Regions from separate parts of the Mus musculus genome. Here regions 2, 3, 4, 5, 6 and 7 are each linked to region 1. The links are chromatin contacts, called in public Hi-C, HiChIP or PLAC-seq and promoter capture Hi-C maps. All regions are on one chromosome and are shown on one strand. Each heading gives the region's core, a stretch centred on a gene start, on an enhancer-like site or on the middle of the called end of the contact. The rest is flanking DNA. Distances are from core to core; before and after follow the strand shown.

Region 1 (3,930 bases), core at 910-3,409:
CCAAATGTAAAAAGCTAGGCACTTAAAAACTATAGACAGGACTGGAGAGAAGGCTCAGCAGTTAGAAGCACTGACTGCTCTTGCAGAAGACCAGCGCTTGGTTCCCACCACCCGCGGGGTAGTTCACCAATTGTCTCAAACTCCAATTCCAGGGAGGATCTGGCACACTCTTCTGGCCTCTGTGGGCACCAGGCAGGCACATGGGGCACACATACGGATGCAGGCACAATAACCAAGCACATAAAATGAATTTCAAAAGCCTAAGAAATATAAATAAGAATATAGACAGCCAAAGCTGGAGTTGGGGGAGGGGGTGTGTGTGTGGTTAAGAACACCAGTATAGCAGCAGGAGAGTGCTTGAAGTCAGCCTGGTCTACAGAGTAAGTTCTAGGACATCCAGGGCTACATAGAAAAACCCTGTCTCAGAGAGAGAGAGAGAGAAAGAGAAAGAGAGAGAGAGAGAGAGAGAGAGAGAGAGAGAGATCCTCATTCAATCCCCAGCATACATGGTAGCTCACAACTGTCTGTAGCTCAAGTTCCGGCCTTCTGATGTACATATATACCCAGGCAGAACACCCATAAAGCAGTAAAAAGAAATATATAAACCGGGTTCGGTGCACACACCTTTACTCCCAACACCAAGAGGTGGAGGCTGGTGAATCTCGGTAAATTCAAGGCCAGCATGATCTACATAGTGAGTTCCAGGACAGCCAGAGCTAATGACACCCTATCTCAGGGGGAAAAAAATAGAAAAAATAAAAAAATATATATACATACATATAAACACACAAACACAGAGAGGAGGGAGGGAGGGAGAGAGAGACAGAAAAAGAGACAGAGAGAAGCAAAGAGAGACAGAGAGAGATCACACAAATATAAATACAATGCAATCCTTTTGTAAGAGTCAGTTCTAGGTCAGGCAGGACTGCTCAGTGTGTAAGGAGCTTGCTACCCCCACATCTAACCTGAGTTCCATCTCCAGAACCCACCTAAGGGTGGAAGCAAAAAACCTACTCTGTAAGGGTGCCCTCTGATCTCCACACACTAGTGCACATGCATGAGCGAGCGTGTGCATGCGCGCACACACCCACAAGTAATAATAATAATAATAATAATAAAATAAAAAAGAAAACATGTCTAAGCTTACTTTCCGCTGACCTTGAACAAGTTACTCAACTTTAAGCATTCTGGAGCTGAAGATACATTCAAATTAGCCTGGTATATATCTCACAAACAGCAAAGTGTTGAATAAATTCTAACACCTGTTTGTACAACTTCTTGGAAACGTGGTCCTGCCCTTTTTTTTTTTTTTTTTTTTTTAAACCAGAACTTAATCCCTCGAGTCTCCCATTCACACACAAATTTTCTCCGGGAAGCCTCCATTTTCCTAACCAAACCTTCCCAGCTCTGGTTCCGGGATCATCTAATCTTTCATTTACAAAGTACCTTTATTTTTAGCCAAGTATTAGCATGCTAGTAAAAAGAAGCCACTTATAATCTGATACTACGGAGAGATCGCGGCAGCAAAGAGTTCCCTCGTGCAGAGTAGCCTAGTAAACCGATCCTAAGTTTTCTCCAGCTCTCAAGAGACCCATAGATGCATGCGGCAGAGAAACTGAGCGAGTTACCTCAACGCTGTCTGTGAGCCCGTACTCAGAGTGAGGGTTTTCTGCAACCTAGAAAACAAAATACAGTCACAGAGAGAGACATCCGCCCGTCCCGCGCTGCCTCCCCGCACACCGCCACCCTGAACCCAGGGCCTCCTGGTACCTGTGTCTGTCCCTCCAGCATCTGCTCCGACTCCATGGCGGACCCTGCAAACCGCAATCAACCGGATACCAGTCTTGCAAAACAAGAAGAGCCGCGAGTTAGTTACCCGGGAGATTTCAAGTGGAAGACGCCAGGACCCGGTGCGGTGCAGCCCAGCCCGGGACCCCGCCCCTCACCCCCGCGGGCAGCAGACGCGCGGGCTGGGTCGGGCCACCGACTGGCCGTCCTCGTCGCATCGCGAGGCTCGGAGGTCGTCCCAAGGATGTAGCGGTGGGAGGAGGAGGACAGGGAAGCTGATTACCCGCGCCAAGGCTGTCGGTTCCTAAGTGCCCTGCACGGCGCCACCGACTCACAGCGCGAACCGCTTCGGCCGTAAGTGAGGGACGTCGCGCTGCCGCCGCGCCTGCGCAGAGCGGCCCCGCGGGCAGAAGTGCCCGAGCCCGCCTAAGTGGGCCTACGCCTCTGCGGTGCGCGGGGTGCCTGGCCACCTGCCGGCTCCACCCTGCCGTAGATCTTTCTCCTTTAGACAGTCCTTCGTGGCACCTGGAAGTGACGGTCCCCGAGGAACCGAGGCCACTCACTTGCTGAGCGATTCTTGCTCAGGCTTTACTAGGGGCTAGAGGGCATCCAGCGGTTGATTACTTGGCTAATCTTACAGGCGACTTAGGTTTGGTCTCCACCGCCCACATGGTGGCTCACAACTATCCCTAACTCCGGTTCCGGGGAGCTGACTCTCTCTTTTTATCTACGCAGGCACGAGGCACGCGTGTGCTCCGCGCACATTCAGGCAAAACACGCATATATACGTATACATACACACATATATAATTTTTTTAAGGCCAAAGGGAAACAAGGAGGAGTGTTTGGGAATTCTTGGGCGGCTTTTATTCAAGCCCTGCAGTCTATGAGGATACCACGTTCACACTATTCTACATTTATGTCTAGATTAGTTTTTTTTTTTTTTTTTAATTACTTTCCAGGGATAAGGAGTTCAGCTCATGGTCGAGCGCTTTCCTGGGATAACCAAGGATCTTGGTTCAATTTCTACAGAAGAAATGGCTTTCCAGACTGTAGTATTATGGATTCCAACCTGGGTTGTGTTTGCTTGTTTTTACATTTTAAAGCCAGGTGTCTGAAATCCCAGCATTTGGCTGACTGAGGTAAAGAGGGTCAAACGCCAGCCAGAGCTTCCTGAACGGGAGTTCCAGGAGAGCCTGCTTTCCTGTAATTATTGTAACTGTTGATGGATTAGGATTTCAAGGGTATGGAGAGGTTGGAATGCTGCAAATCTAGAGACACTAGTTAGTTGTCTTGAACCTAGTTAGCTCCCTAAATAGCCTTTAATACCCACCTCTGTCAGGGACCTAACTTCTTTACTAATACTTCTTACTAGTGAGTTTCTTGGAATGTTCAGACTCCTAGCTAACACCAAAATGTTTCCAAAAAGCCTTCAGTTGGCAGGGCAGTGGTGCTGCATGCCTTTAATCCCAGCATTTGGGAGGCAGAGGCAGGTGGATTTCTGAGTTAGAGGCCAGCCTGGTCTACAGAGTGAGTTCCAGGACAGCCAGGGATACACAGAGAAACCCTGTCTCAAGAAAAAGAAGGAGAGGGGGAGGGGGAGAAGAAGAAAAGAAGAAGAAGAAGAAGAAGAAGAAGAAGAAGAAGAAGAAGAAGAAGCCTTCAGCTGTCCCTACAATGATTATAGCTAAGATTTCCAGACTTTCCTACAACCCACACACCTAATGTACTTGAAAAGAGCTTTTGTGCTTGGTGTGGTGGTGAGAAAAGAGATGGTTTAGTCACTTTAAAAACAAAAACAAAAACAAAAACTTACTGCTCTTCCAGAGTTCAGTTCCCAGGCACACACCAGAAGTCCAACAACCACCCAGAACTCCCGAGATCTGACACCGTCTTCTGGCCTCTGTGAGCACTTGAACTCACTTGCACTTACACAGAAATGTGGTATATATACGAATACATAACTAAAAATAAACCTTAAAATGTACAATCTGCTTCCTACCTACAAGTTATAGATGTTAAGTAATAGCTTTGGGTTTTGAGAAACTAAGCTCTGCTGGGCAATAAAGAATTGTTGGGCCCCAGCCTGACCATTCAGTATGCCTGGTATCAAAAGCAAACTGCCTGACTTCAAACCACAAA
Region 2 (3,930 bases), core at 552-3,051, 510 kb before region 1:
GCGGACTACAGTGCTCAGAAGAAGATAGTTCACTCTTGGGTTCAACAAGAGTGTCAGGAAACCTGAACTAAGGAAATTTTATTCAGCACCATCTCTAATAGTCCCCACAGAAATCCCACAGTGTCAGCAAACCCCTCCTCTACCTGCCATGCCTACAGGTTTATTCCAAGGGCAACCCATCGTAGCTCAAACAGATCCTCTACCTACTCACTCTGCTCCCTTGCCAACTTCTCCAGTCATTGCATGAGCTTTGCAACTGTCTGGTTCCCAGAAGAAACTCTGAAACCACTCTAAGCTTTGGGTGACCATCCTTTCCTCCTTCACCGCTTATCAGACTGTCGATCCTACTGCCGGAGTCTCCTGACTCTAACCTCCTCTGCTCCCCCACTGCCGCTGTTCCCTGATGTTCTGCAGTTTCCCAGCCTCCACCCCTCCAGACGATGCTCCCAGACTCCCCAGCTCGACCTAGTCCATTAGCTCCTTATCTTGTTGGTGGAAGGGAGGGCAGTGGGAGCCCTCTGCCTTAGGAGAGAGGAAAGGCTTGCCACCTCACTGGTTAGAATCCTTCTAGAACTGTCATTGACTTTGTTCCTTGTTGCTGCCCCACCCTTTGCCACATCTGGCCAATGTCTCATCACTGTTCTTGGCATTGCTGGCAATGGCACGATCTTCCTCAGAGGGGCGCTACAATGTTGCTTCCTGAGATCTCAGCAACCCCTGTGCTTGGTGAGCATTTTGTTACATAGCAATTATTGGTAATGATATTCTTATGGGTTTCCCATTTCTTGTTTGGCTCCTATCTTGGTGTGCACATTCTTCCATGCCTGTTCCCATCATACATTTCACGATCTACCATTTTGGATGTAGCTCTGCCAAAATCTTTACACTGCTCTGGATTGTTTTTAAGAAGGCTTTTTATGTGACCTCAAATGCCTTCCAGTCTTCTCTCAGCTCATCCTTGAAGAGACATCTCACAGCCATGTTTCCTGTAATGCCTTCAAATTGACCACGAAAAAAGCAAAAGATGGTTCTGCTTGCTTGCTTGCTTTTTTTTTTATTCTTATTTTTATTTAATTTAATTTTTTTTTTTTTTTGAGACAGGGTTTCTCTGTGTAGCCCTGGCTATCCTGGAACTCGCTTTGTAGACCAGGCTGGCCTCAAACTCAGAAATTTGCCTGCCTCTTTTCGTGTCTGTTGTAATTCTACCCTGCTACATCTCCTAAAAGGCTCCTCAAAGACTCAGCTTTGTATGTAGTTGTGTCAAATTAGGTCGCTGCCCCTTAGCACTCCCTGCCTGTGTGTGTTTTGCTGGTTTTACCTACCGTATTGAGTGGGAGAGAGGGGGAGGAGAGAAAGAGGAAAGCCGTTTTTGTTTGTTGTTTGTTTTTCACTTCACCTCAGGCCTGGTGAAAAGATAAGTTACTGATTTTTTGGTTATTTTATGTCACTTGTCAGGGGCACCTTCTTTCCATGCCCCAAGGAAAATACAGTAGAATTTTCCCCAAATGGGTCCCAATATTAGTATCCCCAGGGAACTGACCTCAGTAACCAAAGGAACTGAGTCTCAAAACGGTAGAGTAGGTCAAGGCTGTCTTAGTCTCCGTCCTTGAGAGGGCGCTGCTCCCAAGTCAAATCCCCAGGGCTGGGAAAGAAATGCCTGCGCTTTCCCACAGGACTCTGGCAGCAGCTTTTTGCAGATAGAGTCCGCGCGGCCGCAGAGCGCCTGCCCATAGACATGGCGGCGCCCTCCTTGGCTTCGCGTCGCCCTGACCGTGGAGCTGGCCGGGTTTTGCCAGTTCTCGGGGACTTCCTGCACGTCTGGCATTTAAACGCGCGCCGGGGGCGGCGGGATGCTGCTGCGGATGCGGAGCTGTGTGAGCCGCTGCCTACCCGGCGCAGCCTGGGCTCCGCAGTAGCGGAGCTCGAGCATCCTTTAGTCATCTATCTGGGGAGACCTGGAACTCAGGCTTCGGCTTCCCGGCAGGTTTGTCTTTAATTTCCAAGGTTGCAGTTCTCTTGACACAATCCACAGCATCCTTCTCTCCAACCGGGCTGTGGATGAACCTGGGACTGGACTGAATCCAGCAGCTGGGGCAGCCCGGGCCATGGTGCGTCTGAGCCCCGAGCTCTGGTAAGGCAGTAGTGGCGGCGTTGTTCGAGCTAGGCGGGTGCCACTCCCGGGAGCTTCCTCCCAGCTGTCACAATGTTCAGTTGGCTGGGTAACGATGATCGCCGCAAGAAGGACCCTGAGGTCTTCCAGACGGTGAGCGATGGACTCAAAAAACTCTACAAGACCAAGCTGCTGCCTCTGGAAGAGTATTACCGCTTCCACGAGTTCCACTCGCCCGCCCTGGAAGATGCTGATTTCGACAACAAGCCCATGGTCCTGTTGGTGGGCCAGTACTCTACCGGCAAGACCACCTTCATCAGGTGAGCCTCATCTGGGTGCTGAGCCTTCCGGGTGACGTGGAAAGTCTTCCATTAAGGGCTCTGAAGAAATCCCTGTGGGAGGCCTCAAAAGTTGATCCTACTACCGAGTCCCCCATTGATTCCTATATGATGTCCCTCCTCAGTTCTTAGCCCTGGTCATTTTATTAAGAGTCATCCCTGTTGTCTGATCTGGGCACTGAAACTGAGGCACAGAAGGAACCAGACTCCTAATGAAGGTGGGGATACCGTAACCCTCCTTTTGACTAGAATCTCTTATCTCGTGAAGGGCTTGGGATTATCCCGGGGAGCCTTACCTTTGCAGCCGAGTTGTTCTCATGGTCGCGGGCCTGGGGATGGGGGTGAACTGGAGACCCTGGGGTCATTTATTCTTTTACCGTTTTTCCTTCTCTCTGACAGTGCTTTTAGGGCTGTCTCTTAGAGAAGCAGAATACTTTTAATAAGTTTCTTCTTTGAACTTAATAGTTCAATAATAATAATAATAATAATAATAATAATAATAATAATAATAATAATAAAGCAGCTTACAGAAGTAGAGGAGATACTAAGATGCCTCATCTGGCCCTTGACTTTGCAGGTGAGATAGCAGAGGTGATGGGAGGATACGTGATGGTTTAGAGCTGCACAAGATGGAAGCAGCCCTCGGTGCCTGTGAAAAATGTTAGCTACGTGCCTGTAACTTTAACAGGGAGTCTTCCATTCCGTTGAATGATAGATTTTGGGGGCTGCAAGCATTCAGAGAGAAAGTCAGAAAAATCCAATAGCTCTGAAGAACAGGCCTCTCTCAATCTTTACTGCATACAGACTGCAAAGCCAGGCTGCCCTTTTCAAAGGTTGAGGGGTACACATATTCCAAAGGTTGGAGGCTGCTTATGGCCCTTTGGGCTAAGAGGTCACACTCTTACAGGTGCCGTATCCTCCCAGAGTCAAGGGCACCCATCTGCAGAGGGCTTTAAAGCAGCAGTCCTCATATTTCTGGATTGGCATCATGATCTACAGAGCCACGTGCTTTGCTTGTCAAGGAGAGCAGCAGAGTTGACAACCTGGTGACTCATTTTTCAGTTTCTCGTGTCTCCCGCGCTAAGCTTCTGGGAGCCGTGTGTGTACCATGCTAACCTGTCCTGTCTGAGCAGAGCACCAAATCATTTGTCTTTGTGGAGTGGACAGTCTTGGGCTGTCAACTTGACCTGCAGCTTTGCAAGGTCAAATGATTTCTGAAGTGGGGACCTGGGGGTTGTGGCTTATTAACTCTAATATATTTTAAACATGAGACATAAATCCATTGTGGGTTTTTTTTTCACCTTGTTTTTAAAAATCTAAATCACTTTTCTTTTAAAAAAAAAAAAAAGAAAGCTGTAGCACTCTCTTTAGAAAACTCCACGGATACCCTATGTTTACCTGTAGTGTTGAATGGATTTAACTGGGAACACAGAGGGAGAATCTTGGATTCAAAGTCAACCCTTAATTTTATTAAACACCAAT
Region 3 (3,930 bases), core at 448-2,947, 370 kb before region 1:
CCTGACGGGACCAGAAGCTCCCAGGAATAGAAGGGATTGGTGTGATGCTACACTCTAAAAAAATCTAAAAATCACTTCTCTCCAGTGCTAGTAAAATGCAAGGAGAAGCAATTTCAGCCAAGCCAGTTCACCTCAAAAACACTCCTTTCTAGAACCAGAGGCTGACACTAAGCTATCCCCCCAGAAGAACTGTGGGTCACACATAAATCAACACCCGACCTTAGAGCAAGATATGACCTTCAGAACACTTTGAACCTGCCACTAGCTCACTGGGAAAAATTCATTTATGAGCATCCCAAAGATGATGATGTCTGTGTGTGCACAGTATTTCCAGGGAGCCAAGTTAACAGCTGTTTCCTCACCTCTGTGATGCAACCATTGGGCACAAAAGACATTTAAAAGATTGAGTTCAAAAGCCTTACTACCATCAGCTTAGGCATTTCACCCTAGCCCTTGTCTTGGTCCAAGCTTGCCCAACACACACACACACACACACACACAAAAGCAATATATCAGAGAGATTCAGGGATCCAGGGATGGGGCCACTCCCACTGAATCCACAGGCTTTACCGTACTGGTGTTGAAATGACTCCTAAAGTTTGCGTGCTAGTTAGCCAAGCAGATGCTGGCAGTCTAAGCCCTTAGGAATTCTTGAAATCACATGTCCATTCTTGCAAATTTCTTCAGAAATTACTCAGTCTCTTTAATCAACACAAAAGTGTCAAAATAAAAAAACAAGTAAAATTGTTTGGGGAGGGGGGGAAGCCTTTGGCCCACTCATGGTTTATGAAGTCCATGTGGCCAGTTACAGTGGGGGAAATGAGGGTTCTTCTCCTGTGACCTCAAGTGGGGAGCTGCAGTGCTGGGAGTACCTTGAAGGGAGGCCAACAACGCCAGAAACAATACACTTAGCTTGCTCCTTCTCTCCCTGCACCGAGTTGACCTTGCAAAGATTCTCAGGCTATCAGGGATTTTGTGGACCCCATACCACTTTACCTACATTCACAAGTGCCGTTTAAGGGGTTTGCAATATTTACATATAGAACTGAGAGATGGTGATGGAGGAGTCCTTTATGAAAATAATGACAATAATGGCTTGCCACAAGGTGTCAGTATATGTTGCCGCACAGTAAATCAGCTCTAGTTAAATCTATGTACAGGATCATATATCAGAACCAGTGGCTGTGTGTGTTTTATGTTCCGGCATTAGCATAAAAGTGCCCGCCTCCTGCTGTTTGTATTAAAGAGAGCCACTGAAACACTAGAAACAGAGAAGAAACACAGAAATAGGGAAGTGCTGTTGCCTCCTCCTCTCACCTAGACTCTGTTCCTTTTCCCACCTCTGAGCCAGTGTGTCCTCTAGCATAGAGTGGCCATCCCTCTCTCTTCCCTCCCCTTCCTCCTTTGCCCTCTGAGCGTCTTGCCTGTGTTCATCTTGCTCTAAAGTTACCAAACTACAGCAATATCTTTTGAGGGGTAAGATGAGACCAGAACACATCAAAGTGTCCACACAAGAGAAGTGACACAGGTCCCCTTTCAGACAGCAGAATCTCTAAACCAAAGGTCAACTGCCACTTACCTTTTTGCCATTCACAAAGAAGACCAACTCATCTACCGTTGTCCTCGTCATCGTGACGGCCGGAGTCCCCGAGCTGCTGCGAGGTGCTTGTAGATATCACTGCCTGCAACTTGAAAGATACGCCTCCCAGCAAAATGAAACAAAGTTAGCCAATGAGAAAGAAGCAGCTCCAGGCATGGACAGCTCTTGGCAAGAGTCACAGGTTTGCACAATCCAGGAAGGACCAGACAGCCAATCCACAGATCCTACTCTGTCCTCCTAGTCAAAGTGCACAGAGGAAAGTGCAGCCGTAGATTAAGGAAGCCTGCATCTTGGCACCAGATGACTGTGAATTCTGGGCACCTGCCCTTGTGAAACCTGCTTCATCCTCCTCCCACTTGCCATACCAGGAAGAGCAGGGAAGGAGCAGTTTGCCAGCCACTGAGGCTGATTCACTCTCTTCCCGTTCACACTTGTTATTTTCCCAAACCGGCTCACCCTGACACAGGCTCGCCACTGGCCTGCACAGCTCACTCTCTCAGGGCCTGGCAGAATGTGAAGGTCAGAGACACAGACCCTTATGTCCAGACTCAAACCCTGACCTTTGACTACAGCCTGTCACTTATCGCCTGCAGGACTCAGCTGTTTCTTCCTGGAAAAGGGACATCAGGATGACACCAAAAGCAGAAAGCTGAAAAGCAAAAGGTCTCTCGGGCGTGCCTTATAAACTTGCAGAGAATGGAAATAATCACTTTTGAACAGTCACAGGAACAATCCCAATAACAAATCATGTTCCAGAATTTCACAAAACTTGTCAAATTATCAGAGGAACTCATACACCAAAACATATTACAAGCACCAAGTAAATAAAATAAGCTAATACAACAACACCCACCACAGTCTGTTAATAGAGCTGAGAGCCCCCAGCTCCATCAAGGACCATTAGCTTCTGGTGTAAATGCCTATGCACAGCATCCACTCAGACAACACTCGTGGGCTCTCCTTGCTCCACCTCCCACCACTCCATTCCACCCATCTTCACATCAGCAGGCACTCTGTCCTTCCCCAGCCCTGCAGTCACTCAATCACTCAGCCAACCTACAGGGACACATGTGTCATCGTCCTGGAAGACCACAGAAAAGGAAGAAAAGTGCATGGTCAGATGAGCCTGGTGCAGCAACAACATTTTGGGAAACAGGACTCCTGGGACAGTCACATCATCAACACAACGCCCCTTTGCTGGCACAGCCCTGACGGAACCAAGAATGAACTTATTTGTCGGTCAATTGATATCCCAGTTTACCCTTAGACTTATGCACCAAATCCCTTCAAGTTTCTCGGTCCAGGATATTCTGGTCATCATAAAACAGTACTTGCTACCCGGAATCAAATTCCTTACGAAATGGGCAGTTTGGCTGTCTGGGGATGTTAGTGACATGCCTGGTAGGGCTGTTGTTGAAGATGATGATGATGATGATGATGATGATGATGATGATGATGATGATGATTATGATGCTTCTGAGACCAGGAAATGGAACTAACCATCCCAAGCCCAGGATAATCCTTCACAATAAAGAGTTGTCCAACCTAACATGTCAATCAAGTAGAGGCAGAGATGTGGTGACCTGGAAGGGAAAGGGTGGGGAGAGGGACTAAGGCTGAACCTAAGGTGTGTTTTGTTAACTCCCTGTTCCTCACACTCCTATGATGGACTGGTGTTCTGTTCAGTGACTCATCTTCATGAGCTCTGCCTTTCCCCCACAGTCCCAGGGAAAACTCTGAAGGCTGGATTTAGTGTCAGCTCCATCACCTTTGCAAAAGTCACTGGCTTGGGTCCAGTGGCCACGTTCACAGACACGGCTTACTATAACTACTCTGTAAAATCAATTCTGCCAAAAAAAAGTAAAGAAAGAGGGCAAACCATCCCAGCAGATGTTGAGAGAGTGCTGGATGGAGGATATAGGAATGTGAAACCTAGGGGTTGGTAACACCCACAGTACCCCTCCCCTGCCATAATCTGAAGGCACAAATAACCTGACTGAGGCAGTGCTGGAACAGGCGAAACTGAAAGAGGAGATGAGAAATTAGCTGGAACTGACCTCAGCCCTTGGGGAGTTGCCTGCGAAAGGAAAGAGCAGCCCACAGACACAGCTCCAGAGAGAGAGAGAAAAGGACTCTAAAGTTGGGAAGTTCGCACCACACATCACTCTGGACCCCATGGCTGTTGCTACCTTGTGGAGCCAGAGACCCTTTGGAACCACAGGAAGTAAGCAGGTTGCAGCCACTGGATAGGAGCAGTAAACCTAAGACACACAAACTGTGGCCATAGCTGAAATGTGGTAAGGTCACCGGAAGCAGGGAGATTCTCAACA
Region 4 (3,930 bases), core at 556-3,055, 340 kb after region 1:
CTAAGCCTTCTACCACGGTGCACATGGTATAGTGATGTTTTCTGTTCTTTAAGTTACTTGCAATAACCTTTTAGGAATATTCTTGGCCTTATAATTTTTGATCAATGGATAAGTCACAGATTGGCTTCTATAGAATATATGAGCATCAGCTGGGAATATGGAAGCTCGTTTCTTATGACTTTCCCATGATGTTGTTATGATCATCACACTAACATTCTCTTTTCTGTATGTAGCTTGGATGTGGTTTTGATTGTGGTTATTACTGTAAATGAGAGAGTAAAATAATAGTGAATCACTCATATTTATGCCTTATTTAACTTCTGCTCTTTTTGATACCATTTCCAATGTAGATAGTTTTAAATCATTATTTTAGCTCACATCAGTTTTATCTTCTTCCTGTCATTTGATGTTTGTGTACTTTTCATGTTCTTTCATGTTAATGCAAAGTTTTTCCAGTTGTCTCTGGAATGTTTTACGGACAAATGGAAAAATCTGTTGGGTATCCTGGCATATACCTGTAATTTTAGCACTTGAAGAGCTATGGACAGAATGCCAGCTTGAGTTCATTTTTTTTGGGCTACAGATAGCAATACCTTTTCTCAAAAACAAAAAACAAAACAAAACAAAACAAAACAAAACAAAAAGGAAAAAGAAGAAAGAAAACCCACTATATGTTTCTTTTGCATGATTTGGATTACAATCTACACCAGTGGTTCTCAACCTATGGTTTCTTATAATTTTTGGAAGTTACAGATCAGATAATCCTGGCTATATTTATATTACAGTTCATAAAAGAAAAATGAGTGAATTAGGTTAGTGAACTACAGGTTGTTTGTCTGTTTTAAAGTTCGTCTGTAGTTATTCACTGACTATGAATAGGAAGATGCTGTTCTGACATGGATGCACTTGGTAGATACTGGCATACTTGTGATGCCATACTCTTCTTGGTATTTGTTACCATGTTTTTAAAACACGAAGAGTTCATCCGAAGCCCAGTACTGAACTGTCTCTTTTTCTTTAGGTGAGTGCTCCAGTGATCGCTTCCACCACTCAGGAAAAGCCAAAGGATAGTGATCAGTTTGAATGGGTGACCATAGAACAATCAGGTGAACTGGTTTATGAAGCTCCAGAAACCATTGCAGCTGAGCCTCCACCTGTTAAGTCAGCGGTGCAAGCCACGTCTCCCATACCTGCCCATTCTCTGGCTGCTTTTGGATTATTTCTTCGTCTTCCGGGCTATGCTGAAGTGCTCCTGAAAGAGAGGAAGCATGCCCAGTGCCTTCTTCGATTGGTGTTGGGAGTTACAGATGATGGAGAAGGCAGTAAGTGTTTCCAGTTACTGCTTACATTTATCAACACTACACAAACAGGGTGGATACATTTGTCTAGATTATTTTCTCTTCTTAACTGTTTGTTTTATAGTAAAGCTATTTACATGGTTTGTAATTTTTATTGAGTTTTTCGGTATTAAATATGGTAATCCTAAGAAATTTCATATTAAGTTTATAGTAAGTGACATTGGAATCGTGTGACCAGGAAGTAGGACTAGTGGCTGTGTAGTAGGTATGAGAACATACTGACTCTGACAGCTTAGAGGAGGACTGGCGCTGAGTATTCTGGGAGCCTCAGATGTGTGAGGCAGTTTCTTACAGATGTGTAAGTGTGAAGCTGGGTAGCAGTTTTGGGTGGTGCTCTGAAGGATAAGCAAAATTTAATTTAGGGAGAGTATTTTGAACAGAAGAGTTGTAAGCTTTGTTTGAGTATTTGGGCGGGGAGGAGCTAGCACATTCAAATCTGTATGAAAGGCACTTCTAAACTGTTGTGGTGGGCACGTGTTCGCAATCCCAGCCCTCAAGAGCTCAGTAGCACAAGGATCAGGTTTCCAAACTGCCGTTGACGATGTACTGAGTTTAGTGACAGCCTGGATACATGAGGGTCTGCATGGAGAAGCAATGAAAGAGAAGTTGTTATAGGATTATGAATACCTAATATTGATTAAACTATTATGAGGAATGGGGGCATTAAAAAAAAAAAATCCACCCCCAAAAGAAAATCTAGAGCACTGACTGTTTTTCCAGAGGTCCTGAGTTCAATTCCCAGTACCCACATGGTGACTCACAACCATCTGTAATGGGATCTGATGCTCTCTTCTGGTGTGTCTGAAGTCAGCTACAGTGTACTCATATACAATAAATAAGTACATTTAAAAAAAAAAAAAAAAAGAAAGAAAATCTGTTGAAGTGTTTGAAACACTAAACTTGGATTAGTGTTTGCAACAAGGCCAAAGTCCAATCTCCTGTACTATAGAAACAAAACAAGGAAATGGAGAAAAGCAAAAAGCATAAATCTGTAGCATTATTTTGAACAAAGAGAAGAGAGCTAAGATTATTATATTATACTGTATTATATATAGTATATGTAATACATATAAAGTTTATTATATTTAATAAATATATATAATAAATATAATGATTGTTCTTATTTCATGCTGTTATTTAATGCAATAAGAGATTGACTGATCGCAGTTGAGGTAGTTAGGAAAATTCACTTTCATTTGGATCCCTCTTAATTGTTCACTCAATAACATTTTACTGCCGATCGATCATAAGCAGCAAAGGGGAAAGAGTGGACTTAGATTGCACACAGAAGTCCAAGGAATGGCTTCTGTGATGCATAATTTCATTTTTTCAGCACTCATTCTGCTCATATGGTGCTTTATTGCTTGTGTTTATCACTTTCTTATTAAAGCAACACAAAACTATTGTACAAAAGAAAATAGTTTTACTTGTTATTGTTCATAGGAAAACCATTTGAAAGGACACCAGTCACTTTCTGATTGATGGTTGTAGGAAATTTCTTCTTCCTTGGCACACTTTTTATCCCAGTAGTGAGGAGGTGCAGTCAGAGACAAGCAGCCTTTTATAAATTGGAGGCCATCCTAGGCTACATGGAGAACCTTGTCTTTTAAAATAAAAAAAAAATTACATTTCATTTCACATTTAGTTCATATTATCTTTGTTGTCATTGATGGCTGTTACATATCTGTAAAATTTCAGAGTGTGTGTGTGTTGTGTTCTAGAGACTTTCTTGATACTTTAATAAAGATAACAGTCTCACAGTCAGCCTGCTTTTTAATAAGTTTAATGATAAAACCTTGCTTTGTTGTTATTACTTGTGACCCTATGTGTAAGTGCTTATTATTTTCAAGTGTCTTTAATTTTTCCCTCTTCTCTTTCAAAGGTCACATTCTGCAGTCTCCATCAGCCAATGTGCTTCCAACCCTTCCTTTCCACGTTCTTCGCAGCTTGTTTAGTGCTACTCCCTTGACAACTGATGATGGTGTGCTTCTGCGGCGGATGGCACTGGAGATCGGAGCTTTGCACCTAATTCTTGTCTGTCTCTCAGCTCTGAGTCATCACGCACCGCGAGTTCCAAACTCTAGCCTTAGCCAAACTGAGGTAGATTTCATTCCAATTCTCTAAGTCACTGCTTCTCAGCCTTCCTAATGCTGGGACCCTTTAATATAGTTCCTCATGTTGTCACAACCCCAGCCAGAAAGTCATTGTCACTGCTACTTCTTGTTATTTTGCTACTGTTATAAATTGTAAGTTGTGTTTTCCTACCTTTGGTCTTAGGTGATCCCTGTGAAAGTAAGGCTTCTTAAACCCTCAAAGAGAGCTAGAGGTTGAGGACCACTGCTTTATGTTACGAAAATCTAAACTTAATTGATGAGAATATAAAGTATAAAGTGAGAGTATAAACTCCAAATTTCAGAGTTTAGATTTTATAATTACTATGGGATGTCTGAAAGAGAAACTATCACTTGTTTTCTCTGCTACCCTCCTAAGGAAAAAAATCAGATTTACTCATCAGTTTAAGAAGCAGATAGTGGGGCTACAGAGCTGGCTTAGTGGTAAAGAGCACCTGTTG
Region 5 (3,930 bases), core at 398-2,897, 330 kb before region 1:
CCATATCAATCACTAATTATGAAGATGTTCGAATGGCTTATCTACAGCCCTGTTTTACGGAAACATTTTCTCCATAGAGGTTCCCTCCACTCGGATGACTACAGCTTATGTCAGGTTGACATAAAATTATCCAGTACAACGGATGTCACTGGTGCCCTCCCCAAACCTGGTTGGTATGGAGGTGTGAGATATAGGTAACTGAGGAGAAAATGGGAAATAGAATATGGAGAAATAAAACAGACACAGGCCTTTTGAAGAGTGTGGCGATCACGTGGCCAGAAATGTGGAACAGTAATTCAAACTGACTAGGGACATGGGTCTGTTTCTGAAAGAAGGGATCCTAGGCAGAAGCAGGAATATTCACACTGTGACAGGAGAGAGACTATTGCAAGTGGTTGATTTTGTGGTGGGAGTATGAAGCCAATGTTTCTGTTTTGTCCCTGAGACACCCAAGTTGTCTGAGTTTGCAAGGCCCAAGGAGATTCATGCTCTTTCAAAAACCAAAAATCAATAATGTCAACAACAACAACAAAATGGAGCAGTTTACCGTGTGCCCTATGCCATTATCACTTGATTGCATGCTTTTCTTGGGGACTGTTAGCTCCATAAAAATAAAATAGTGCTTGGTTTGTTCAACACTGGTTCTCCAGTGCCTGGAGAATTAATTGTGGAAAGGCAATAAAGTGGGTTTAATTAACCACTTACTCCAGCCAACAGATGTAAGAGACAAATACCAGCCTTTTACTTACGTGACTAAGAATTATTAGTCTTCACGGCAACTCTATAAATCTAGTACTTCTTGTATCCCCCATTTTGGGTAAACTGAGGACAGAGAGATGAAGCAATGTATCACCTTTGTGTCACTATAACAAAATACCTGACACAGGTTGAGGGGGGAGGGTGGGGGAGAAAGAGACAGAGAGATTATGATTTTGGAGTTTGAATATGCAAGGTTCTATTGGGTGACTTGATTGGTTGGCCTCTGATGTGGGCAGTAGATGGCAGAGCATCCTGGTGAAAGGGTGTTTTAGAATGTGAAATAAGGAGTTACCTCTCAGGTGGGATTCAGAGAAGCTCTGATATCTCACAAACCTCTTGAAGAGTGGACCCCCAATTGACCTAAGAGCCTCTTATTTGGCTCCACCTCTTAAAGGTTCCATGCCACTTTCCCTAGGAACCAAGCTTTGAATCAAAATGGACCCTTGAGAGGCACTCAAACCACATTCAAAGTATAGCAAGTAATTTGCCCATGGCTCCAGAATTAGTAAGTAAAAGCAATGAGATTCTAATCCAGGTAGTCCTGCTCCAGGGTCTGCCACTTAAATCCTATCCTGATGGGTTCACTGCAACATGCCTGTCCCCTACCATATAAGGTGTGTTAGGGCACTGATTAAACACCTAGAGAGCACTAGCCCTCCGCAGAATAGGAACAATGGGCAGGGCTCCCTCCCTTGTTCTCATTCACTCTCCAGGAGGGAGAACCTGCTCTAGAAACCACTGCTGTCTTTGTCTTCCCTGGTTTTGCACATGAGAGCATTTCTAAAAGCAACTAAGTCATGTGTAGGCAAATCCCCAACTGGTTCTGCTAGGAACAATGTCTGAAGTTCACATTAGGCTCAGAGAGGAGCAGACACAGGAACTGAGTCATTGGCTTCAGTTAGAAAGAAGACAGGATCTGGAAAAGTCCCTGAAGGGTCAGCAGTTGCACTGAGTCTGGGAAGGTACATAGACATTTGTGGGTAGACAAGGAGAGAAAGGGCTGCTGGACAGGGGTAGGAGAAGCCCCAGAGACACAAAGGCCTGGTGAGAGAAGGCACAGCTTCTAGTGCTGGGACTTTTCAATGTAGCTAAACTGAATCCTATACTGTTTTGTTTTGTTTTGTTTTGTTTTGTTTTGTTTTGTTTTGTTTTGTTTTGTTTTGGACAGTGTGTCTAAATTTGTCCTGTGCTGACCTTGAGTTTGTCGTGTAGTCAAGGATAGCCTTTAACTTTTGATTCTCTTGCCTTCACCTCCTAAGTATTAGAACTATTGGCATTTGTCACCTATATGCATGGTGACATGCATGGGGGCATGCATGCCCAGTTTGTACAGTACTAGAGCCCAAATCTATGGCTTTCTACATGCAAGCAAACACACCACCAACTGAGCTATGTACAGCCAAGGCATTTGACCTTGAGGTGTTCCCTGAGGTGAGACTATGCTCTTATCCTTTTTCATGGTCCAATCAGGATAGCAATGGGGCTGAAGGCCAAAGGTCTCCCTCTGCCTCCTATTCAGTGCTTACGGCAAGAACCTCCTTGGAGAAGGTTGAGCTGAGCTATCAAGACATCAGTGCAGTCAGAGAAAAAGGCTCAGCAGCCACTGGCATGCTCAGAATTGCCCATGACCCAGAACCCCATCAAATTCACAGCCACTGACTGAGCTCCACCATATGCTTTGATTTCCATTGAGCTCCCATGGCACAAGATCCCTCCACTCATTCTTCTAAGACTTGCTTGCCTTTCCCCAAACACTGTGTGCAGTGATTTTGCAATGTGGGAGAGATAGGAATGATCCTAGCTATTCTGGAGTCTATGTTATTAAAGGTATGGATTAAATAACTTGCCTTACAAGAACTTTAACCATATTGAGAAAAAACAAAAAACAAAACAATAGAAGCACAAAGCACCTCCCTGGGCCCTGGATTGGATTCCAGCCAGAGTGATGTTTAAACTGAGACTTGTTTTAGCAAAGAGGAATGGGAAAGAATTCTGGAGAGGATCATGTCAGAAGACTCAGAGGTAGAAGGAAAACTTCACATATGAGGAACTGTGAAGAGACCAGCATAAATGGAATATAGTAAAGAAAGCCACAGATGGGAAAATGTAGGGGGAGGTGCTGATACTAAAGTCTGGTTCCCTAATTGAGTCTTGATTTGGTCAATAAAGAAGATGGGAGCCAATTGCTGGGCGGAAGGAACAGGTGGGACTTCCGGATCCCAGGAGGAAAAGGAGACACAAGAAAAGAGAAAAGTTTTTTCGGCCAGGCTTTGGAACAAGGAGCATGGAACTGTTATGTAAGATCTTGGGGAAGCTAAAACCAGTGGCCTCCCCCAAGGAGGTCAGTGGAGGTGAGTTGATGTAGGCTAGCTGATAAGTTTAAGGAAGAAGATTCTGTGCTGAGCAATTGTGTTAGTAGGCAAATTCTGAAGTAAACAACCTGCCTGCGTGTTTTTCATCTATAGAGCAAAGGTGAGCAGAGAGAGAAAGAAGCCTGGTTGTTGATGGCAAAGCTAAGCCAGAAGGAACAAAAGAGAAGCCAGGAGTGGGGCTAAAGGCAGCCAATCCTGGAGCTAAGCCTAGAGGGGCTAGAGCCCAGGCTGTGCTCTTGGGCAAAAGCAGGAGCGTCTTTTTAAAAATTACACACAACAGGAAAATGAGACTCTGGGAGGAATGGGGACTTTTTATCCTACAGCATTTAGTTGAATGTGGAAAGGGTTGCTGTATTTCCTGGGCAGAGGTTGGTTCCCACAGAATAATAATGAAATACACTCTCTCTTTAAGAAACTAAGAGGCACACACACACACAAAGATGTGTCCAACATCCCCTCATCACAGGGCTTTATGCATGATAGTCATCAAGTCATGCTCTACCAACTGAGCTACATTCGCAGCCTAGAATATCAAACGTTAACAAGGAAGAATTCTGTGGTAGGAGAAGGATGCAGATGTTACTGAGAACTTCAACATGGCCTCATTGATGTAGTGTAGCCACACCCTTATTTTCTCACTCCATTACAATAATGGAGTCTAAGCAGCAAACTCTGACAGACTTCCCCCTTCATTGATAACACCCCACTAAGGCATCCAATTATGGTCTGTTATCAGAATGAGCATCTGAACAGCTAAGCGTGTATTAGAGTCCCACTGAGTCAGTTCCCAGCTTTCTCC
Region 6 (3,930 bases), core at 534-3,033, 290 kb after region 1:
GGGACTGAAGTTCAAGATGGTTATGAGCTGCCATTTCGGGCTTGCCCATCAGTCTCAAGTCTTCTGGAAGTATAGCCAGATCCTAACTGTTGAGTCATTACTCTTACCCTAATTGTATTGAACATTTAGGGATACTTTGCTTTGTTAATACAAGGGGTATTCAATATTATTTTTTAATGGTATGAATTTATAGGTATAATTAGTAAATCTCTTGTTACTTTTACATGAAATTCTTTTGTCTGCCAGTTGGAGTTTTAAATTTTTAATTAGCATATTGAATAACAAAATGTTGACTTTAAATTTTTTCTTTTTTCTGTTGTCAGCTGTCTCTCATCTTTGAGCTATGGTTTCTTTGTTGTAGCCTAGGCAGCCCTGGAAACTCAGAACTCTGCCTCATGAGCACTGGGGTCAAAGGCCGCCCCGTCATTTCCCAGCTGGTCTCCAGCCTTTAAGAAATTTTTATTTTATTTTGTTTTATTTTATTTTATTTTATTTTTTATTTTATTTTATATGTATGACTGGTTTTCATACATGTGCATATATGTGCTACATGCATAACTGGTGCTTTTGGATGCCCAAGAGGATTGCAGATAATGTGACCCTGGAGTTATGACATTTTAAGAACCGCCACGTGGGTGTTGGGAATCAGCAACTATTGCTCTTAACCATCAAGCTATCTTTGCAGCTTCTGGTCTTCAGGTTTTGAAGTTGGACATTTTATTTTTTCTCATTTACTTGAAGTTGCATTTTATTTTTGAAGTTGGACATTTCTTATTTGACACACTGCTTTTATGATAACTTTATAAATCCTGATTTTGATGTGGTTTTTTTTTTTTTTTCTTTTTTTTTTTTCTCTTTTTTTGGTTTTTCAAGACAGGGTTTCTCTGTGTAGCCCTGGCTGTTCTGGAACTCACTCTGTAGACCAGGCTGGCCTCGAATTCAGAAATCTGCCTGCCTCTGCCTCTGCCTCCCAAGTGCTGGGATTAAAGGCGTGCACCACCATGCCCGGCTCAGTAATTTTTCAATAAATGCCTAGAGGGTAAAATATTGAATACATTTCTCATTTCTCAGATATGGACTGTACAGCTCCCCGTTTGATCCAGTTCTCTTTGACTTGGAGATGAGCGGCTCTTCTTGGAAAACTGTGTACAGTAGCAGCACTGCTGTCCAGTCAGATGAAATCGACTTATCAGACGTTCTTTCAGGTACTGACCTCTTTTACTAAGTAAGGAGCGAAGAGTTCTGTTGTTCATAGTCAGTTCAGTTTTCTCTTTGTCAAGTACTGAGTTTAAGTTCTCATTGTCAGGTACTGAGATTAAGTTCACAGTGTCATGTACAGAGTTTAAGTTTTCAATGTCAGGTAATGAGTTTAAGTTCTCATCTCTCTTTATTATATCTACTCACATTTTTGTCTTCAGAACACTAAAGTTTTTTGGTTTTTTTTTTTTAGACCTTAACCATATAATGCCTGTGAACTGTAGTGCTATGTAATATGTAAAGTGTAGCTTTTGTGTCTGGCTTTGAGTGAAATATTACAGCTCTTGCCATGTTTTGAGTTAATCAGTGCAGGCTGAGAAATTGTTTTGAGATTGTTTGAACCTTGAAGAAATAGCTCTGCACTTGGTGCTACTTTAGATTTTGTACCTGCCCAAACATTAGTCTTAAGACACTCCTCGCGAACTTGGAGTTCTTAGTTTTGATTATGGCTAGCCATGGTCAAAACAGACTGACATTTGTGTGGGCTGTCTGCTTTCTCCGGCAGCAAGGGCAAGACAACTTTTGTAGTTGGAACCTTTCCCAGCCCCAATCAATTTTGTGTTATGATTGAATAGAAGTAACTGGAGTGAGCTAGTCTGGGTCAGTCTTTTCCAAGAAAGCTAAACCCCTCTGCTCTTTCAGAAAGTGAGGGCTTAGCATCTTGGTGAGCTTCTCTCTCTACTGGGGCACCTATGACCAACATCTACAAGTAATGATTGGTTAAAGCCATTTTACTTCATATCTCAGTTTCTTTGCCTGTTCTCAAAAAGTAAACACACACACACACACACACACACACACACACACACAAACACACACACACACACACACACACACACTCTCACAATTCAGAAATCCAAAATCTGAAACATTTGTCCACCATGTTAGTGGCCAAAAGTTTCATAGTGTATTTCAGAAGTGTGGATCAAGAATCCTTTATAGTGACATATGCAAACATTAAAACAATAAAAGCAGTTTTCAATATTTAAAACAAGTTATGATTCAGTTTAATTTTGTTTTTTATTGTAATCATTCCAGTGTAATTTTACTGTTCAAAAGATTTTGTTCGTATATACTGTAAGTTTCATATTACTGTGAATTCCTACCAAATTGCTTTCATTCCTATAGACATTTGTATGAAGGAAGCTAGTTTCTCTGTTTATAGGTTTTCTTAATATGCCCTTTGTTGATGTAGTGTGAGTTTTGTGCATTTTATGCTAATTAAGGTTGGCTAAATAATCATGATTATTGCTTCTTCCTGCCTTTTACAAGTCACCTTCATGCATTGTGAGGTTTTCTTTGTGTCTAGGGAATGGAAGAGTCAGCAGTTGCACGGCTGCGGAGGGAAGCTTCACATCTCTCACGGGGCTTCTAGAGGTTGAACCTCTTCACTTTACTTGCGTGTCAACCAGTGATGGGACCAGAATAGAAAGGGATGATGCAAGTACGTTTACTGGTATATATTTTCTTTTATTACATTCTTTATGCAGTAATAATGCAAAAATGATATGAGCTATTTAAAATTATATCTTTGTTTGCATGGTAAGAGAAGACCTATGGGAGCAAGGGATGTTTGGAGGGACTACCATGAGTAATTTTATATTTGAGATCAGTTGAGGTTTTTTTTTTCCTTTACCCAATAAAACATTCCCTTAAATCCTTTTATTTTTATGTTTATTTTCTATGTGTGTTTATGTGTATTTTTATTATGGGAAATATCAGCCAGAAAGAAAATAGAAGGAAGAGTAAGGTAGAGCCCGTGTTTCCATAGCCATTTCAACCTTTAGATGATACCTAGTGTAGTGTATGACTTTGATATCCTGATGTGACTTGTTGCACTTAAAGTTCATAGTAGTTTGGTTAGGTTTTGACCTGACTATAATCCCTAGAATACTGAATACAGCCTGGGTTTTATAACCAGAGCCAGTCTTAGTGAGAGCGTGCACTTGTTGAAACGATGAAATAGGGGACATATTGATTAGATAAACTGCTTCATTTAACCATTAGGTCTATAAATCATGGAAATACTTATCATTTTCTTTTAAAAAATTTTTTCTGTGCCCCCTTATGTTATATGATATATATATAATGTATATTATGATGTATATAATGTATGTTTATAATTCTATTTTGGCACAAAGAATTTAAATTTTATTGTAAAGAATATTCGTATTTTGACCTAGTCTGTTTTTCCTTGATAGAAGGTATTGAATAGTATCTTAAGTTGATTTTATTGGGAAACTAATTTAAGCAGGTTCTATTTCAACCTCTTCATTAAGTTACTATTAATAGTCCAAGGCACAGCTCTGTGTGAGAGAGTACTTGCCAAGTGCATTCAAGAATTTGGATGAAGTCCCTAGTTCTGCCAAAGAAACAAATTAAAAAACACCAACAAAAACAGTTTTGAAGAGAAGTCACAGAAGTTTATAATCCTGGATTTTGGCTCTAGAAGAGATACAGTTTCAAAAGAATTTATAAGTTCATTTAGTGTATTTGCTTTCTACCTATTTATTGTAGAAGTAGCCTCTAAGTTTCATTTATGTAGTGTCTTAGTCAGGGTTTCTATTCCTGCACCAACATCATGAGCAAAAAGCAGTTGGGGAGGAAAGGGTTTATTCAGCTTACACTTCCATGTTGCTGTTCATCACCAAAGGAAGTCAGGACTGGAACTCA
Region 7 (3,930 bases), core at 982-3,481, 270 kb before region 1:
ATGCATAGTTTTTCTATATGAAATGGCCTCACTTTAAAAAAAAAAAAAAAAAAGACTTTATAGCCAGGCTGTGGTGGCGTATGCCTTTAAAACCAGCACTATAGAGGTAAAGACAGGAGGTTCTTATTTATCAAGCCTAGGCTAGTAAGGGCTACAAAGTGAAACCTTGCCTAAAAACAAAAGTGTCTGTAAAGCTGACAGTAGTATATTTGGAGATAAGAATAGATGTCCAGGGGCTGGAGAGATGGCTCAGTGGTTAAGAGCACTGACTACTCTTCCAGAGGTCTTGAGTTCAATTCCCAGCACCTACATGGTGGCTCACAACCATCTGTAATGAGATCTGATGCATTCTTCTGGTGTGTGTCTGAAGACAGCTACAGTGTACTCATATAAATAAAATAAATCTTTAAAAAAAAAAGAATAGATGTCCATAAAACCACATTTTCTTGTCCAATATCTATTTCCAAACAAGCAAAATCAAATGCTTGCCTTTTTATCTCCTGCAACCTGGATCCTTCTCTCTGTACATCTGTATCAAATAAAATGATAACTACCCTGGGTCTTTGTACACAAGAGGCTTTTTGCAAATATTTATTGGATAACTAATACATAAATGTATTACTACTTGTCAATACTTAACTTTCTTAACGAATGAGAATTCCATATTAACACTGCATGATTACTAAATATTGACCAATAAAGATCCTCTGGATGGGGGCTAAAAGAGGCAGATTGAAATTTGTACTTTTGGCTCCTCCTTTCCTAGAAATGATGTGTTAATGGAGAGAAAATTCTGCCTTGGGTCCCCGTAGGCTTTTTTCTTTTCCTTTTAAATCTAATTTCTTACCTAAATTGATCTGATCTTCCGACCCGACCCGAGGGAGGAATTCTCTGCTCCACAAGGCACAGTCAGCCTCTGGCAGCCCTTAGCTGCTTAAGCTCCCTCCCCTGTTAGTTACCTGTGTGAAGAATCTATCAAGGACTGGGGGCCTGGAACGGAAAGTATTCCTTGGGAATTAGCTGGTCATCCTGACAGATATCAGGGGTGTCGCCTTCAATTACATAACCTTCCTGAGCCTTGGTTTCTTTGACTGTCCAGTGGGCATATCAAAGACATCTCCCACTTTTACAGTGAACCCAAACAAAAGGACAGATGCTAACAGGTCACAGAGGTGCTTCAGTGGTCCGCCTACTTGCCCTGGGGTCTCTTCTGGAGATTGCACAGTCCTTGGATTCTCGGTACCTCTTTGATCGCTTTCCTGTCTTTTCCTCCCACCACAAAAAGGCAAATTTCTGAACTCAGATTTTTTTTTCATCTAGAACGCCTGAGCTCTCGGTCAGCTTTGCCTGGCTCACTTCTAAGTCCTGAAGGTCTTGGGAAGGTAAATCAGTCGTCAGTGAGCTCGGCTTCTTAGGAGTCGTGTCTAAACACAATCCTCTCTATTCTCTTCTCCTCTATAGATGGGAGGTGGACTCTGCCCGCTTCCTTCCTCAGTCACACAAAGACCAAACTGATCAGAAGAACTTCTGAGAGTTCCAGAGTTTATCACCTCCCCGAGTCCCTGAACCAACTGGACCTGGCATTATCAGAGAAAGGTGAGGTCTATGAGACAGAGCAAGGCGCACAGTTGGAGATTGAAGGACCCTGGCCGATGGCATCTGCCCAAACTGAGTTCTCCAGCTTCATCCACCCATCCTCGCAGCTACTGGAGCATCCGAGGGGCGCCCAGGAGACATCGAAGGCATCTCCTGTGCCACTGGTGCTTCCCAACCCTGGGGATTCCAGCCTGAAGTCCCTGCCTGGAGCTCCAAACCTGCCTTACTCTGCGCTCCTCCCCACTCTTCGCGCTGCCCCTCGACGTTAGTCCACGCGCTGGAGCCGAGCAGGGAGGTATGCTCTGTGGAGAAAAACGCTAACCTGTGGAAGTAATGTGCGGAGAAGAGACCCAGCAGCACATTCCCCGGAGGTCCAAAGAGGGAGCGCGGCTGCCAAGCGAGCATCCCTACCGACACCACAAAGGAAGGCAGCTCCTGCAGGAACCAGGCTATGCGTGCGGGCAGGAGGGGAACTCCCGACGACACACTCTCGCTGTGTTTCCCGTAACTGGCGGGTTTCCCAAAGCACAGGATCAGGGTCCCCATGGTGGCCAATGTGGCGCTACCTGCCAGCACCGGGACCTGATGGCACACAATCGGCATCTCGCCTGTGTTCACAGCTGGTAGCTGCTGCCCGCCTGGTGGAGAGCGCGGGCCCCTTTATGGAGCGCCAGACGCCACCCCGTGTCCGCCCCTCGGACCAGGGTTCCCTCCCCATTATAGCCCTCCCCCACCCCACCCCCCCTTCCGCGTGCCTCCCACCTTGGCGCAGCCCGCCCTGGCTCTGCTTAGCCACAATGCCCATTTCTCCCGTCTGGTTCTTTTGACTTCAGCTGGGACACAGAACTGAAACTTTTGTAGAGACAGACAGTGTTTTGGGGGGTGGGGGCTTCCCTCTCCACCTGTGCCCTCTGTCTGCTTTGATTTTAGTTCTTGTCCTCCATACGTGGCCCTAAGATGCCTTGATCCTCGTTCACCAAAGCACTGGGGCTTCTCCATCCCTTACGCACACCCTCAGCTCTGTCGCCAGGCAGTGCCCACCATGGATCTCCCTGGCAGGACTTTCCACCTGCAGCAGTTGTCCATGCTTCTCCACTCCCCTCAGTTTCTATCCAAAGCCAGATCCTTCCTCCCGTCCTGGGCTTGGCATTCTGGTACTTTGAAACCCCACCATTCTCTCTATGTACTGGGACCTCCTCTCCTCTGTTACTCTGCATGCCTGCTAGCTACAGCTACGGCCACACTACGACCTTCCCTCCACCTCTCAGGCAGGTGCCAGCCAGCTTTTAGGGTAAACGCCCAAATTCCTCCTGGGTCTCAGGGTCGCCAGCCTTGGAGAAAAGTTTGTCCCTCACATGTTCTGGTTAGCCCTGTGGCAAAGATTCTGAAAACTCATACAACACCCCGCCCCACCCCCAGGCTCCTCCAAAGCTGGCACAAACTCTGCCTAAAGTTTCGGCGTTCTCTAGAGCGTTTTCCCAGTTCTGAAGCGCTTGAGCTGGATTCCATAGAATGGTGACGATGCTCTCTAAGCACCCAGCACACAGCATTCCGCACACCGGACCGGACCGGATTCTTTTCCCGCTTACGTTTTTCCCACTCTTTCCCCAACCTCCACACACCCCAGCCCACTTCCATTCCCCTATCTCTATTTTGCTTCCGAGACAGCCCTCCTTAGCTGCTCCTTCTTCCCCTCTCCCCTCCTTCCTCTGCTCTCTATTTTGACCTAACATCTTCTCACCCCACAACCCTTTCCCATACTGCTGGTCCCTTCAGTCTTCCATCTTCTTGTCTCATCTTTGATTACTTAGGACCTGTTTCCACCACCCACCCCCGTCCCTGTTGGGGGCACAGCTCACCACGCTTTCTCTGCCCTGCCTCCCCCACCCATCCCCCCCACCGTCCCCTTATTTCTCACTCCTTAATTCCAGCTCACCTATTGTAGGATCATTCTTACTTCCCCATCCACTCCAACCAGTCCTGGAACTGGTTGAAACAATGCATATATCCGTCTGTTCCAGATTAGGGAAGTTTCCTCTGACAAATGGGGATTCATTATTGATCCAGGGCATCCTCTTCTTGCTGACCAAGAAGTAATAACCATCGCCCTGCTGCATTAAAACTAAAATAACAATCATGTTTGCTTGAAACCGATCATCACGCAGGAAACACTCAGACCGACTGGAGCACTTTCCAGGAAATAGCCAGGTGTTGATAGCTCAGCAGCTCCCTGCAGTTTAAACAGGTTTTCTATAGGTTTGACCCTAACTTCTGAGTTCCTACCTGTTCCTTAAAGATGCTCATATCTAGATTGTCAGCAGAAACCCCAAGTGT

Evidence for each region. Promoter capture Hi-C pulls out the DNA fragments that hold promoters and counts their contacts. Hi-C and Micro-C count contacts between places; a contact is called where the count stands out from the background. HiChIP or PLAC-seq counts read pairs in DNA pulled down with a chosen protein or histone mark. Capture Hi-C pulls out chosen DNA fragments and counts their contacts.
Region 2: a Hi-C map of effector CD8 T cells shows a contact between it and region 1, with 4 times the contacts expected there. The contact joins the promoter of Ehd3 here to the promoter of Dpy30 in region 1. A contact is called at or near these places in 1 of 39 promoter capture datasets (cranial neural crest), 5 of 484 Hi-C or Micro-C datasets (the N1E-115 cell line, cerebral cortex, cortical neurons and 2 more) and 1 of 115 datasets of contacts at active chromatin or transcription factors (astrocytes).
Region 3: a promoter capture Hi-C map of 3T3-L1-derived adipocytes shows a contact between it and region 1, with 7 times the contacts expected there. The contact joins the promoter of Xdh here to the promoter of Dpy30 in region 1. A contact is called at or near these places in 6 of 39 promoter capture datasets (3T3-L1-derived adipocytes, the C10 cell line, cranial neural crest and 2 more), 1 of 15 datasets of contacts at CTCF or cohesin (pro-B cells), 7 of 484 Hi-C or Micro-C datasets (the 3T3-L1 cell line, B cells, CD8 T cells and 4 more), 5 of 115 datasets of contacts at active chromatin or transcription factors (bone marrow-derived macrophages, effector CD8 T cells, embryonic limb bud and 1 more) and 2 of 9 other capture datasets (adipose tissue and liver).
Region 4: a contact with region 1 is called in a promoter capture Hi-C map of cranial neural crest. The contact joins the enhancer-like site here to the promoter of Dpy30 in region 1. A contact is called at or near these places in 5 of 39 promoter capture datasets (the C10 cell line, cranial neural crest, hematopoietic stem and progenitor cells and 2 more), 1 of 15 datasets of contacts at CTCF or cohesin (large pre-B cells), 2 of 115 datasets of contacts at active chromatin or transcription factors (embryonic stem cells and fetal liver) and 2 of 9 other capture datasets (adipose tissue and liver).
Region 5: a contact with region 1 is called in an H3K4me3 HiChIP or PLAC-seq map of bone marrow-derived macrophages, with 3 times the contacts expected there. The contact joins the enhancer-like site here to the promoter of Dpy30 in region 1. A contact is called at or near these places in 7 of 39 promoter capture datasets (3T3-L1-derived adipocytes, the C10 cell line, cranial neural crest and 2 more), 1 of 15 datasets of contacts at CTCF or cohesin (the NIH/3T3 cell line), 2 of 115 datasets of contacts at active chromatin or transcription factors (bone marrow-derived macrophages and microglia) and 2 of 9 other capture datasets (liver and pancreatic islet).
Region 6: a contact with region 1 is called in a promoter capture Hi-C map of liver, with 2.0 times the contacts expected there. The contact joins the enhancer-like site here to the promoter of Dpy30 in region 1. A contact is called at or near these places in 4 of 39 promoter capture datasets (the C10 cell line, cranial neural crest, liver and 1 more), 1 of 15 datasets of contacts at CTCF or cohesin (large pre-B cells), 2 of 484 Hi-C or Micro-C datasets (adipose-derived mesenchymal stem cells and embryonic stem cells), 1 of 115 datasets of contacts at active chromatin or transcription factors (the SCID.adh cell line) and 2 of 9 other capture datasets (liver and pancreatic islet).
Region 7: a promoter capture Hi-C map of adipose tissue shows a contact between it and region 1. The contact joins the promoter of Srd5a2 here to the promoter of Dpy30 in region 1. A contact is called at or near these places in 2 of 39 promoter capture datasets (the C10 cell line and liver), 1 of 115 datasets of contacts at active chromatin or transcription factors (embryonic stem cells) and 3 of 9 other capture datasets (adipose tissue, liver and pancreatic islet).

The regions. Positions count from the first base shown.
Region 1 is chr17:74,314,274-74,318,203 of GRCm38.p6, forward strand. It overlaps Dpy30 (dpy-30, histone methyltransferase complex regulatory subunit), which reads right to left and starts at 2,160. Exons shown (of 5, transcript NM_001146223.1): 1 at 2,072-2,160; 2 at 1,771-1,843; 3 at 1,629-1,676. The coding sequence starts at 1,806.
Region 2 is chr17:73,803,040-73,806,969 of GRCm38.p6, forward strand. Ehd3 (EH-domain containing 3) reads left to right here and starts at 1,802. Exons shown (of 6, transcript NM_020578.3): 1 at 1,802-2,430. The coding sequence starts at 2,204.
Region 3 is chr17:73,948,499-73,952,428 of GRCm38.p6, forward strand. Xdh (xanthine dehydrogenase) reads right to left here and starts at 1,698. Exons shown (of 36, transcript NM_011723.3): 1 at 1,580-1,698. The coding sequence starts at 1,630.
Region 4 is chr17:74,659,361-74,663,290 of GRCm38.p6, forward strand. It overlaps Birc6 (baculoviral IAP repeat-containing 6), which reads left to right. Exons shown (of 73, transcript NM_007566.3): 61 at 1,022-1,322; 62 at 3,241-3,458. Among named protein-coding and RNA genes, the nearest start is that of Ttc27, 56 kb to the right of the region's middle. Within about 2 kb of position 1,806, at least 2 of the 459 cell types and tissues checked have an H3K27ac peak or open chromatin away from gene starts, as enhancers often do.
Region 5 is chr17:73,988,439-73,992,368 of GRCm38.p6, forward strand. No RefSeq gene overlaps it. Among named protein-coding and RNA genes, the nearest start is that of Gm30983, 6.4 kb to the left of the region's middle. Within about 2 kb of position 1,648, at least 12 of the 459 cell types and tissues checked have an H3K27ac peak or open chromatin away from gene starts, as enhancers often do. A contact at or near this core is called in bone marrow-derived macrophages, where this site is marked.
Region 6 is chr17:74,603,423-74,607,352 of GRCm38.p6, forward strand. It overlaps Birc6 (baculoviral IAP repeat-containing 6), which reads left to right. Exons shown (of 73, transcript NM_007566.3): 21 at 1,072-1,205; 22 at 2,567-2,713. Among named protein-coding and RNA genes, the nearest start is that of Birc6, 77 kb to the left of the region's middle. Within about 2 kb of position 1,784, at least 2 of the 459 cell types and tissues checked have an H3K27ac peak or open chromatin away from gene starts, as enhancers often do. A contact at or near this core is called in liver, where this site is marked.
Region 7 is chr17:74,045,629-74,049,558 of GRCm38.p6, forward strand. It overlaps Srd5a2 (steroid 5 alpha-reductase 2), which reads right to left and starts at 2,232. Exons shown (of 5, transcript NM_053188.3): 1 at 1,919-2,232. The coding sequence starts at 2,199.